Linked DNA regions of Rattus norvegicus: regions 2 and 3 are each linked to region 1. A link is a contact called in public Hi-C data. All regions are on one chromosome and are shown on one strand. The core of a region is the stretch at or near the end of the contact, and the rest is flanking DNA. Distances in the headings are between cores, read along the strand shown. Region 1 holds the start of Tet2 (tet methylcytosine dioxygenase 2). Region 2 holds the start of Ppa2 (inorganic pyrophosphatase 2). Region 3 holds the start of Gstcd (glutathione S-transferase, C-terminal domain containing).

Region 1 (4,225 bases), core at 1,301-3,800:
CCCAGCACTTTGGAGGCAGAGGCAGACCGATCTCTAAGAATTTTAAGCTACCCGGTCTCAAAAAAATTAATTTAAAAATAAGGTCTTGCTGTAGAGCCCACCTGAATGTTGTGGTTACTGACTTGTGAGATCATACCTTAGTAATTGTTTCTAAATGGAAGAAACATTGTTTCCTTAGAACTTCCTTTAAGCATTCTTCTCAGTAACAATGTGACACAGAGTTCCCAGCATTTCCGATGTGAGTACATTACATACATATACAAGAACATTTTACAGAGAGGAAGTGTTTGCATTTCAAGAAATTAAGGGAAGGTGTCATGACTGTATGTTTCTTTTTTTTTTAACTTTCTCTCCTTTTCTTCCTTCCTTCCTTCCTTCCTTCCTCCTTCCTTCCTTTCTTTCCTTCCTTCTTTCCTTCCTTCCTTCCTTCCTTCTTTCTTTCTTTCTTTCTCCCTTTCTTTCTTTCTTTCTTTCTTTCTTTCTTTCCCTCTTTCTTTCTTTCTTTCTTTCTTTCTTTCTTTCTTTCTTTCTTTCTTTCCCTCTTTCTTTCTTTCTTTCTTTCTTCCTTTCTTTCTTCTTGAGAGAATCTAACTATAAGACCCAGCTGAGTTCAAACTCCTAGACATCCTACTGCCTTAGACTTCTAAAGACTGTGTTTGCAGGTCTGCTCTTTCTTTTCAAAATTTATGTTGTGTGTGTGTGTGTGTGTGTGTGTGTGAGAGAGAGAGAGTTTATTATTATTATTATTATTATTATTATTATTATTATTATATGGTATTTATGGGTGCATGCCACAGCACATGTATGGTAGGTCAGAGGATTATTTAATGTAATTTATTCTACCTTTACATAAATTGTGGGGATCCAACTCATGTCCTTAGGTTTGTGAGGCAAAAGCCTTTACTCTACAGGTAAGTTTCCGCTACTCTGCCTTATTCTTTTGAGTTGACTGTATGCCAGGCTGACCCAGAACTCTAGGGCTCAAATGATCCTACTGTCATCAGTCTCGGGACTAGCTCTGACTACAGGTCACAGCTGATTCCAGGCCTCATTTATAAAGAACACACACACACACACACACACACACACACACACACACACACACGCGCGCGCGCGCGCAAAGAAAAGGGTTCTTTACAAGCAATATAATAATGTTAAAATAGACTTAAGGTTGCCGTGACCACAACCGATCCCATAGAAGAGGTTCCCAAGTTACCTATTTAAAACCTAACATTCAGTAACTTGAAAACTTGAAGACTGAGGGTGGGTGGGTGTGTGCGCGCAAATTCCATAAATTACTGTCTCATGATTTCTATGAGTTTGTCTCGATCTCATCTTCAAAAGTTAATAATTACCAAAAGGAACATTTTAAATGTAAGTAAAAACGACTGAGCAAGAAAAGAGAAAACTGCCAACAGAAGTGCTGGTGCGCACAAGCCTTGAACTTTAGGGAAAACTGAGGGCTGCTTGTTCGGAATCCAGCTTCCCACAAGGCGGTTTCTTCATTTCTTTACCGTACAGAGTGGAAATTTGTGCAAAATAGAGGAACTTATGGGGGAGACTTGAGCATTAAAAACTGCTGGCTTATTTCTTTCCAGTGACAAGTAGGGGCTCAGGGACACCACTCCTCCCGGCTCTGCGAGACTGCCCCCCTGCGCGGCCCACGTGGCCAAAGTAAACAGAAGGTGGGCCTGGGCGGGGAGAGCCCCGGCGCCGCCGAATTGCTGCAGTGTGGAGTCTTTAACACCCGGGCCCCTCGAGCTCTCCAGGCTCGGCCTTGGAGAAATGGAGAGCGGCTTGGCTGGGCGACAGGAAAGGGGGTGGCAGGGTGTGGGGCGAGTTGGGGAGCTGACCGTTGCGGTCAAGGCAGTGGGAGCGCGGGGAACCAGGGGGCCCCGGAGCGCGCGGGAGGGCGCAGAGTTTCCAAGTGCGTACGCGGCCCCCTCGGGGACAGAGGCGCGGAGGCCCACGCGCGGGTGTGCGGCCAGCGGTCCGGGGGCTGCGGAAAGGCAGGGGCGGAGCCGAGCTAAGGAGGCCCCTAGCCCCTCGCCGAGGAGCGAGCGCGCAGCCCGGATCCGCCGCGCCCCCGCCAGGGAGCGAGCGCACAGGCCGGGCCTCGCCGCGTCCCCGAGAGGGAGCGAGCGCACAGCCGGGACCCTGCCGCGTCCCCGCGAGGGAGCGAGCGCACAACCCGGGCCCCGCCGCGCCCCCGCGAGAGAGCGAGCGCATAACCTGGGCCTCGCCGCGGCCCCGCGAGGGAGCGAGCGCACAGACTGAGCCCCGCCGCGCCTCCGCGAGGGAGCGAGCGCATAACCTGGGCCTCGCCGCGGCCCCGCGAGGGAGCGAGCGCACAGACTGAGCCCCGCCGCGCCTCCGCGAGGGAGCGAGCGCACAGCCCGCGCCCGCGCTCGTGCCCGCGCCGCTCGCATGCCAGTCACGTCCGCCCCCTCGGCGGCCGCCCGAGAGCCGGCCCCGCCGAGCCCAGAGAACAGACGTCAAACTGCCTTATGAATATTGATGCGGAGGCGAGGCTGCTTTCGTAGAGGAGCAGAAGGAAGCAAGATGGCTGCCCTGTAGGATTTGTTAGAAAGGAGACCCGGCTGCGACGGCGGCGGACTGCGAGGCTGAGGGACCAGAACCAGGTCAGAGCGCTGCTGTCCGCGCCTGTCTCTCTCTCTCTCTTTCTCTCCTCGCTCTTTTCGGCCGCGGAATGGTCCCTTTCCAGTCTCCCTCTCTTTCTCACGGCCTTGCGGGGACTGTCATGTCACCCACAAATACCAAGAGGGAAGAGGGAAGCCTCACAAATTACAGGAGCTTCTTCAACATGGCTGACAAATATAGTTTTAATTCAGCACCCCCTTCTCCTGCAACCTGCACTTCTGGATCCCTTCTTCCTGCTAATGCGTGTCCCCCCTACGTACCCAGAAAACTTACCTTTGTACCTCCCACCAGCCGCTCTTCTGGCCTTTTAGTCTCAGGAAAGTGAGTGTTTTCTTGGGGCTGCCTTCCTGAAAGAGTTCATCTTTGGGGACCACCACTTTCTCTTTTGATCCTCTTCTCCCCTGTCCTTAGTGTAAGTCAGAGGAGCCCCTAGTTCATCCTCAGACACCCCTGAAAGAACATTGACCCGGTGTGTTTGACTCTTTTATCCCCAGTAGTGTTTGTTTGGGTCCTGTTCTGGGTTTGTGTCTCCAGCTTCCAGCACGTTTGTCCCCCCGTGGACCACTACACTAGACAGATGTCACAGTGAGTGGATTAAGGATCCACTACGTGGAGTTTTTTTTTTTTCTTTCTTTTTATTTTTCTCTTGAGTCCGCGCGTTTTGTTAGTGCCGCTGAGTGAAAGAGGAAAGAATAGTTTCTCTGCTCCCCGAAACAAGACCAGAACCCACTTTTCTCAAGGTTCACAAGCTCTGCGTGGGCTATGCCTTCCAGTTTGGGAAATGTGTGTAAGAGAATCTGTGCAAATCTGTGTGTTGGCTTTGTGCTGCCCCCGAATCAGCTTCGTTCTGCTCCCCTTAAGTGACAGGCACACACAAAGGCAGGCGCAGGCCGGGGGAGGGGGCGGGCGAAGCGTTCCGAGTTAGAGAAGGCAAGGTCAGGGGCGCCCAAAGAAATGAAACCCAATCCCAGCGAAGGTCTCTAACAGTCCCATCCCAAATTTCCTTAACTCTGGCATTCACTCTTTTATTTGGTCGTTCACACACACACCCCTCCCCACTCTTCACTCAGATCTTGACTCTCTTCCCTAGACCTTCTTGCTTACTGTTAGAAAGCTAATAGGTTTTCCATGGAGAGTTTTCTACGTTTGGCTAAACCAAGCGAGGCCTGGACAGACTCTTGAGAAGGTCGAGTTAAAAGACATGTTACTTGCTTGTTAATGACTTCACGATAGATTTTGTTTGCTTTGGGCAATTTTTCTTTCTCCCGATTAATGATCTGAAATAGAATTAGGTTTGCTTGTTTTGTTTTTTCCAAGTTGTTTTCGTAAAATTTAGCAAAATATTGTGGTGCTTGTCTATCCGGGGAGCAGAATACATCCGTAGAAGATTTAAAAATCACAAGTCACATACGGTACTTTGCTCTAATTAGGATTATAATGGCAAAATCATGCTCAGAATTCATCAGCAAAGAGCCAGCATGAGGATAAGATTACATGTTAGGGGAAGTTGGGATTCACAGGGAAAATATATTGGTTTGGTTTAAGGCTGTGGGTATTGCACCCT
Region 2 (4,167 bases), core at 1,119-3,618, 270 kb after region 1:
CTGATTCAAACCTATGACTTATCAGATTTCCCAGCACCCTGAATGTGATTATCTCTGCAACAGCCAGCTTCTGCCTTTCTGTACAGCCACTGGGAACCCCTAGAGCAGGGACAGCCTCTTTAACTCTTCTGCAGCTATTCTGTAACCGACACAAATAACTGTATTTACCTCGGGGCGTGTGTGTGTGTGTGTGTGTGTGTGTGTGTGTGTGTGTGTGAGAGAGAGAGAGAGAGAGAGAGAGAGAGAGAGAGAGAGAGAGAGATATCTTGGCCTGGTTTGAGCTAGGGAGGATAACGATGTGGGCAAAGTGCTCGGCTGTCTATGTGAGCAAGCCTAAGGATCTGAGTTCACTTCCCAGAACCCAGGCAGCAAAGGCAAGCATGGTGGTGCCCACTTAGTATTCCAGTGTTGGGGACACAGACACCAAGAGATCTCTGTTGCTACTGACCATCTAGCCTCAGCTATCTCCAGATCAGTGAGACGCTGTCTCAAAAGATATAGTAGACAGCATCCAAAGACTCCACACATGTGCGCATGTACCCGTGCACAAAAAAAAACCTGCGTTTGCCGGGGCCAGTGGTCAGGGCAAAGTGGGGCTCCAGGAAACCCATGCAACTTCTCAATGTACTGTTATTCGATCAATTCTGACACTGAGGAAAGACTAATGTGTTTCTAGCAGAACACATTCATGGCAGATTACTGCACATTGAAAACCCAAGACACGACCACCATATTAGGCTTTTTGCCATTGTATAACAGGAACTCTTCCAAACACATTGCCAGTGCCTGTTACATTGTAGCCGTGGGAAACACAATCCATTCAGAAATCAGCACACTCATTAAAGGCTTCTCTTCCTTCGCTGTTTTATTTTTATGGCTGTTCTTGTTTTGAGACTGTTGCCTATCCAGGCTCCAGTTGTGTACACGCCCTCTTTTAAAAAGACCTAATCCATCTTGCCAAAAACGAGAAACAAGACAGGGTGGGCGTAGAGGAGAAAAGAGAAACTACTTGTGAAGAGACTGTTCAGTGTCAGATGCATTACAACAACAGAGACTGCCATTTGAGGTGCCCCGTGTGTTCAATCCTGGAGGCAGAGGCAAGTGCATATTCCACTCGGGTTCTGTGCTCAGGGTACACGGTTGAGACCCTGTCTCAAAACACAACAAAACAGAAAGACAAGAGTCTAAGCTAGGTTTGCTCCTTTATCGAAAAACACACCCTCAACCGCAAGCTCCAGAAAAGTAACTAGAATCATCAAAGAACAGTTATTAATGATTTCAAGTTACACTCTGAGCCCGGTGACTACTTTGAACACATAATAGCAATTTCTGCAGCCCTATTTTACAGAGAAAAAAAAAAATTCTAATGCTTAGCAAGTTAAAACATTCGCCCAGGATGGGGTCCTGGAGGAAAAGGTTTGTCTTTCCAAGATTCCAGCTTCACCCCTTCAGGGCGGAGCCTCCCTAACAGGTGTGCACAAGACTGGACATCGCTACAGCTCCCCTACCAGGAATTAAGCACCCACTTGGCTATTTTCACGCTATTGTTAACCAGACCTACAGAGAGAAAAGAAGAGTAGCCAGGAGCTTGTCTGTCTTTCGTGGCCAGCCCAGGGTAGCACCAGACACCTCCCTCTAGGTTTTGCTCAATGTACAGTGCAAAAGGTGGTCCCACGTTTTTACCAGAACGCTAGCCAGTCTCCTGCTTGTTGGGTAGCATTCATGTGCAAACTTTTAGGTAAAAAATCAGTTTACTATTTTTTTTGTTTTTGTTTTTGTTTTGTTTTGTTTTTAACTTACCGTACAAAACAAAAGGTTATGCGATGGCGTGTGCACACAAGCCTATCCCAGTGCCTGGCTCACAATTCCCTCCTACTTCCTCCCTCCCGTACGCCTGCGCTGACAGCAAGGTCGCAGGCAGACGAGGTTTCAGAGCGAAGACCCCGGTCCCTAAAGTTCTGCGTCCGTGCGGAGGCGGAAGGATTCAGCAGCACCCGGGAAGGCGGCGCGGGCGAGCGGCGAGCTACGGCGCAGAGGTCAGCGGGAGGAACGCGGCGCCGCGGGCCGGTTGCGGTCGCTGCAGAGAGCGGTTGGCCCCACGCCGCCCTGCGCGCCGAGACCGGTCCCCTCCGCCCCGGGCTTGAGCGCGGGCTGCCGACCCCGTCCGGCAGAGCACGGCGCCCGGGCTTCCCCGCGGGCCGGCGCGGAAGTAGTGGAACGACTTACTGAAGAACAGGCGGTAATCCTTCGAGCGGGGATGGCCCAGCTCCTCCGTGCGGTACAGGGACATTACGCGGCGCGGAGGGAGGGCGGCGGCCCCCACGCGCCACCCTCGGCCGACGCTCAGCAGTGGCAGCAGCGCGCGCATGGCGGACTGTATAGGGGAACCGGAGGGTCGTTGCTGGGCCCGGCGCGACTGCACGGCGGCGCCCCCTGCCGCCCGGAGCCCGCACTGCCTCCACGGTCGGCCTCAAGTGGCAGCACGTCCCACCCTCTTCTGGATTACTGGGGCCACCTACCTCCACTTTCCTCCACTTTCCTCCACTGCCCTCAGAGGCCTAAGACCATCAAGACAAGGAGATAAGGGCCTTGGTAGCCCCAGGAATTCACCATCACGCACCCACTCACACAGTATCTTCGAACCAAATTTCATACATTAATGAAATACACACACACACACACACACACACGACTCTAATGTATAACGATTGAGCCTCCTTGTGAAGACATTTGACACAGACTTATCCTAAATCTGTAATTCCCTCAAACGCCACTTCCTCCATAAGGCCCTTTAATATTTAACCCAAGTACAGGTAACTTCTAACTTCTCTGCAGTTGCAAACATCACAAGTGTTTCTGTCCGGTCCAGTGGCCACAACTAGTTACTAAAGCAGTCTTTGGTCCAGCTAGCAATGGGAGCTATGGTTCTGGGGAAGGAACCAGCCGTGGGGCTGCCATTTTCCTTTTCTGTAGACCAGCTGCTTCCGGAGACCTCTACCAGTTTCCCTTCCAACTCTGAGCAGGGCTTACATCCTGGGCACCTACTGGATTCTTTCTGCACCTAAACTGTGATAGTTAAAATCAAAACCGGTTTTACCTAGGTTCCAGAAAGGACCTCTTAGAAATGCCACTAGCCACTTAGACATTGCTCAGCCTAGTCCCTAAAAACATTTTGACAGTGTCTTTGTAACATGTCAACCTGATTAGACTGAACTGCAAGCTAAGTTGTCCTATTTTTAAAAAAGGGGGGGGGCATTTCCTTCCTGCCTTTATCTCATTGATTTATGTAATTTTGCTTATGTGTAAAAAAGAAAGCTTAAAATTTCACTTAAACTTCAAATCTTGGGAAAGAAATTCCTACTGAAACAAGGTTCTGGGCCGTCTACTAGTCAAGATTCTTAAACTCCAGATATGTGATTTAGGAGTATATAACTTTATGCCATTAAAAAATGGCTTGTTTTGGAACCGTGTAAATTCCCGTCTTTTGTTTTCTATAATTTGCTGCAATATTTGTGGATCAAAACCGAATATACGATACATGTTATGAGAACAAGGTTGACTTTACTGGTTAACTTTAAAATACAAATTTCCAAAGGTGTTTATTCAACAATGCTTGCCCATCTCAAATGTAGATGTTTGGAGCCTAACTCACTGGCTTTCCTCGGTGAACATCTGTGACCATCATGTAGCAAGTGTGAAGGTTTGAATAGGAATGGCCCCCATAGACTCCTGTGTTTGAATCTTTGGCTAACCATAAGGAGTAGCACTGTTAGGAGGTGTGGCCTTGTCGGAGTAGGTGTGGCCTTGTCGGAGTAGGTGTGGCCTTGTCGGAGGAAGCATATCATTGTAGGGGCTTGGCTTTGCGGTGTTCAAGCCCAGTGTGGAACACAGTCTGGTTGCCTTCCAATAAAGATGTCGAGCTCTTGGCTTCAGTTTCTCTAGCGCATCTGCCTGCACACTGCCATGCATCCCACCATGATAATAATGGACTAAACCTCTGAAACTGTTAGCCAGCCCCAACTCAATGTTTACTTTTAAAGGGTCGCCTTGGTCATGATGTCTCTTCACAGCAATGAAACCCAAACTAACACAACGAGTATGTGTTTTAATTCTTAATTCTAGGACTTTACAAGATGGGGATAAAGGCAAATGTGCAAAAAAAAAAAA
Region 3 (3,735 bases), core at 1,174-3,673, 480 kb after region 1:
TTATTTTTAAAATGTAAAACAAAGTGTAAAAAATTAATATTTATTACTTTAACACGATGGATGACCTAGTGACGTGGCAGCGATGGTGCTGGTGGGTGAATGGCTGGGGCACACTAGGAAATATCTGCTGCAAATGTAAGTCAGGCTGCAACTGCCAGCTCTGAACAATGACCCCGTGTTGCTCACCTCTGTTTACGGCAGCATGCTGTTCCCTTCCTGTTCAGCTTTCACTCTAGTCCACACCATTCAGCAACTCTCCTCCAGTTCTCCATCCCTACCCACTGCTCTCTGGCTTTGCCTACTTTGCAAACATGCTTCTGTTTGGCACCTTCTCCCGTCTGCACCCAAACAAGTGCCGCTGAGCGTGATGCCATATTCTCTTCCAAGTTATCAGTCCTATCTTGGCATGCCTCAGTTAGCCCTCTTATGGTGTTTGTATGGCCAATTCACTCCCCATCTTTCTGGACATAACAAGTACGTTTTTCTTTAAAACTGCCACGCACTTACCCTTTCCTCGTTTTCCACCCCTAATTAATGCTGCACTTCATACATTAAGGCCTTCTTCCCATAATCCTATGAAAACACTATACCATGGTAATTTAGTCAAACAGAAATCTAAAAGATACAGATTTCCCTTCTACTCAGTTCTCAGTTCTTTGTAGATTCCCCTGTATGGACTAAAAATGAGATATTCAGAGTCAGGTTCTGGGTGTGTTTTCATCCCACAAATCTCTTTTGGATCAACAGCACAAGCGCACAGGTACCTCTGCAAACATTATAGATGTGCAAACCCTTGGTTTCCACTTCCTATTTTACAGAAGAGAAACCCTGGGGGCCAGTCCACCATTCTATCAAACCACCTAGGAAATCCAGACTTAATTTGCAATTTGAGAGCTGCTGCTCTGAACAATTTTCGTTTTGCCAGCGGTCAGACACTTCTCTTTCAAGCCCAGACTTTTCTTTGGCCCACCCCTTTCCACAAGAGCAAAAGGCAGGTTTAACTTGGTACCATACTGAACATGACCTGGGGGGAGTCACTTGAACCTTTATTTTTCTAGTCCAGCTTCCCTTTTACAAGTCACCTTCTATCTCCAGCCACTCTCTCAGTAGGAGTCGCAGACCCTATTTTAAGACCAAGTAAATATATGAAAGATACTTTGTATTTTTACATTTAAGTTGTTTTCTGAGCCTTCTTTCCCTGGCTCATCTCATTCCTGTTGTTACTACTTTCCAATGATCTGTCCTGGGCTCCCTGCTTTAGTTTCACTGCCAATTTGTTCTTCGGCCACCATGGTTTGTTGTCAACTAGCATCTCCAGGTTTTCTCTCACTTCCTCTTATTTCTCTGTTACTCTGAAAACAATGGCTAGACTGTTATTTGGTTAACTCACCAAAGTCCAATACTCTTGTCTTTCACTCTACACAGTTCTAATCACTTCACCAAAAGGCATGAATGGAATTCAACTGTCTTTTCGTCCCAACAAACCCCAAACTCAAAAAAGCAAGACAGTCATCTCTTTTATGGGTAGGAATCTGTACAGTGTTCTGACCTACAACATTCACTTTCTACTCTTTCGTCTGTCTTTAATTCATTAATCTCAGTAGAGGATAGCTATAGCTCTCATGAGAGCAGGAGTTTGTGTGGGGTGAGGGGGGGGATATTTCCCGGGCAAGTAGAATTTCACAGGCGTTTTTAAATATTTATTGAATTAACTGGGTTTTTTTTTTTGTTTGTTTGTTTGGTTTTTTTTGCCAAAATGGCCCTTTTCAAGGCTGCTGTGATGTCCCCAAACAAAATTGAGCACCCCTAGCTACATAGATGCTTTCTCTCAGATCTCTTTCACCCCGCCTGCTAGTTTCAAACAAACTTCCAAGTTGATCACTTGCTAGTGCGTGAGGTAACTATTCACGAGGATGCAATACAAGAATTATTATCTCATTCTCATTACAACACTGAGACGCCATCCCATTCCTGTCTCTGCAAGATTTGTAATCCTTTCCAATTAACTTTTCCTCCCCCTTTCCACTGAATGCTTGGCCTTCGGGGAAGTCTGGGAACTCAAGAAGATCCCGAATTTCAAAACAAACCCAAGCGCTGGAGAAGCTAAAAAGAGTCAGGAGATACTTAGAAATGGGAGTCCTTTGACAGAATCAAAACACAAGGACGGCCTCGAATAGTTAAAAGTCCTTTCCAAGGAGGCCAGAAAAGAGATGTAAAACAGGAGCTGCAGGGAGATCTCCGGAACCCTTTGTCAAAGGTCTGAGGCAATTCCACGGTCCCAGTCCCCGGGACCACAGTCCTCAGTACCCTTCTCTCACAGTCCTTACAAAACAGGAGGAGCGGTAGGCGGAGTCACGCAACCACCCGCAAATTATGAGGTCTACTCTCCAGTACGGAGGAGACCAACACCCCACGGAGCTCCACTCCGGGTGCCCCTCGCGGGGTCTCGAGCCTCCCGGAGGCTCCAGGAAGCGGGGACCCTCGTCACAACTCACCGCTCCGCCCCGGCACTCGGTCGGTTCCCAGTAGCTCTCTTCGAATCCGTCCCCGCCCTAACCAGCCTAAGAAGAGAGAAACAAAGGTTCCAGCAACAGGTCGGAAGGGGAACGTTTCCCAGTGAGACAGCAGGAAGTGACGTAGACAACTCCTTCCGGTCCGCCGCATTATGAATGACACTGGGAGGGGGACTTGCAGACACACTGCCTCTTCTTTATTTTCGCCCTTTCCCCAGCTCAGGTCCTCGCTGGAAGCGAGTGCTCCTCCTCAGGCCGCGGCTTCCAGAAGTAGCTTCGGAATCCCGGCTCGAGCTGGGCGGGAAGGCGCGGTGGCCCGCGTCGCCCGCATGCTCCCGCGCCCTCCCTGCCTGGCCGCGCCCCTGCGACCAGGTAAAGAGGGCGCTCGGGCTGCTCGGCCCCGCCACCTCCTGAGAACCGCATTCGCCCTCAGAGGTCGGCAGGGCTGGGCGTGGGGGCCAAGGTGGGACCGGTGAGGGCTCCCAGCCCTTGAAAGTCTTTCCAGCCCCACATTCACCGCAGACTTTTCGCGTTGGTGCAGATGGAAGGCTTCGCGCCGTTCCGCTGAGGGACACGTGGGCCACTCGTCTGCGAGCCATTCCTTTAGTCTTCTTCCTACGTGGGTAGAGCAACAGGGCAGCTTTGCCTGGTAGCGGGGGTTTGTGTGATCGTTTGGAGTTAAGAGCAAGGAAGAGACCACTTGGAGCACGGTTTAACTTTCCCCAAAGACACGCTTTCCGTTGCAGCCCTTCCTGATTGGACGCTGTACATAAATACTGTTTTACAGTTTACGATTTGCCACATTTGGGGACATTTGCTTATCCCCATCAAAGCAGCGTTTCAAATCTTCCATTATTAACTCGAACAGAAAACTTAAGCTTGCGTGAGAATTGCTTTGGCTTCAAAAAATGGAACACAAACCTCTCCAACTTTGATTTGGGATTTACACGACCCCATCCCCCGCCATATCCACCCCCAAATTCTTTGTGACATTAAATTCCTTAATGTAAGAGAAAAATAGACGAATGTATCTCGTGCCACGTTACTGCTTAAGGTTTTGTCACGTTTCGCTCGTGCTTTCTAGAGGAAAGAATTAAAAAAGCAAGAACTAGAAGTGATTTTAAACATGAAAATATGGTCTTGAAATGCCATGAGAATAAACTGTTACAATACAACTGATTTGCTGTCATATTTAATAGATCAAACTTTAAGCTATATGAGT

The links. Hi-C and Micro-C count contacts between places; a contact is called where the count stands out from the background.
Region 2: a contact with region 1 is called in a Hi-C map of hepatocytes, with 1.9 times the contacts expected there. The contact joins the promoter of Ppa2 here to the promoter of Tet2 in region 1. A contact is called at or near these places in 3 of 12 Hi-C or Micro-C datasets (frontal cortex, hepatocytes and liver) and 1 of 1 datasets of contacts at active chromatin or transcription factors (oligodendrocytes).
Region 3: a contact with region 1 is called in a Hi-C map of liver, with 3 times the contacts expected there. The contact joins the promoter of Gstcd here to the promoter of Tet2 in region 1. A contact is called at or near these places in 3 of 12 Hi-C or Micro-C datasets (Schwann cells, kidney and liver).

The regions. Positions count from the first base shown.
Region 1 is chr2:224,744,511-224,748,735 of GRCr8, reverse strand. It overlaps Tet2 (tet methylcytosine dioxygenase 2), which reads left to right and starts at 2,550. Exons shown (of 11, transcript NM_001427557.1): 1 at 2,550-2,642.
Region 2 is chr2:224,473,074-224,477,240 of GRCr8, reverse strand. It overlaps Ppa2 (inorganic pyrophosphatase 2), which reads right to left and starts at 2,368. Exons shown (of 12, transcript NM_001135871.1): 1 at 2,227-2,368. The coding sequence starts at 2,368.
Region 3 is chr2:224,264,589-224,268,323 of GRCr8, reverse strand. Gstcd (glutathione S-transferase, C-terminal domain containing) reads left to right here and starts at 2,423. Exons shown (of 12, transcript NM_001395013.1): 1 at 2,423-2,594. Ints12 (integrator complex subunit 12) reads right to left here and starts at 2,537. Exons shown (of 7, transcript NM_001007640.2): 1 at 2,496-2,537.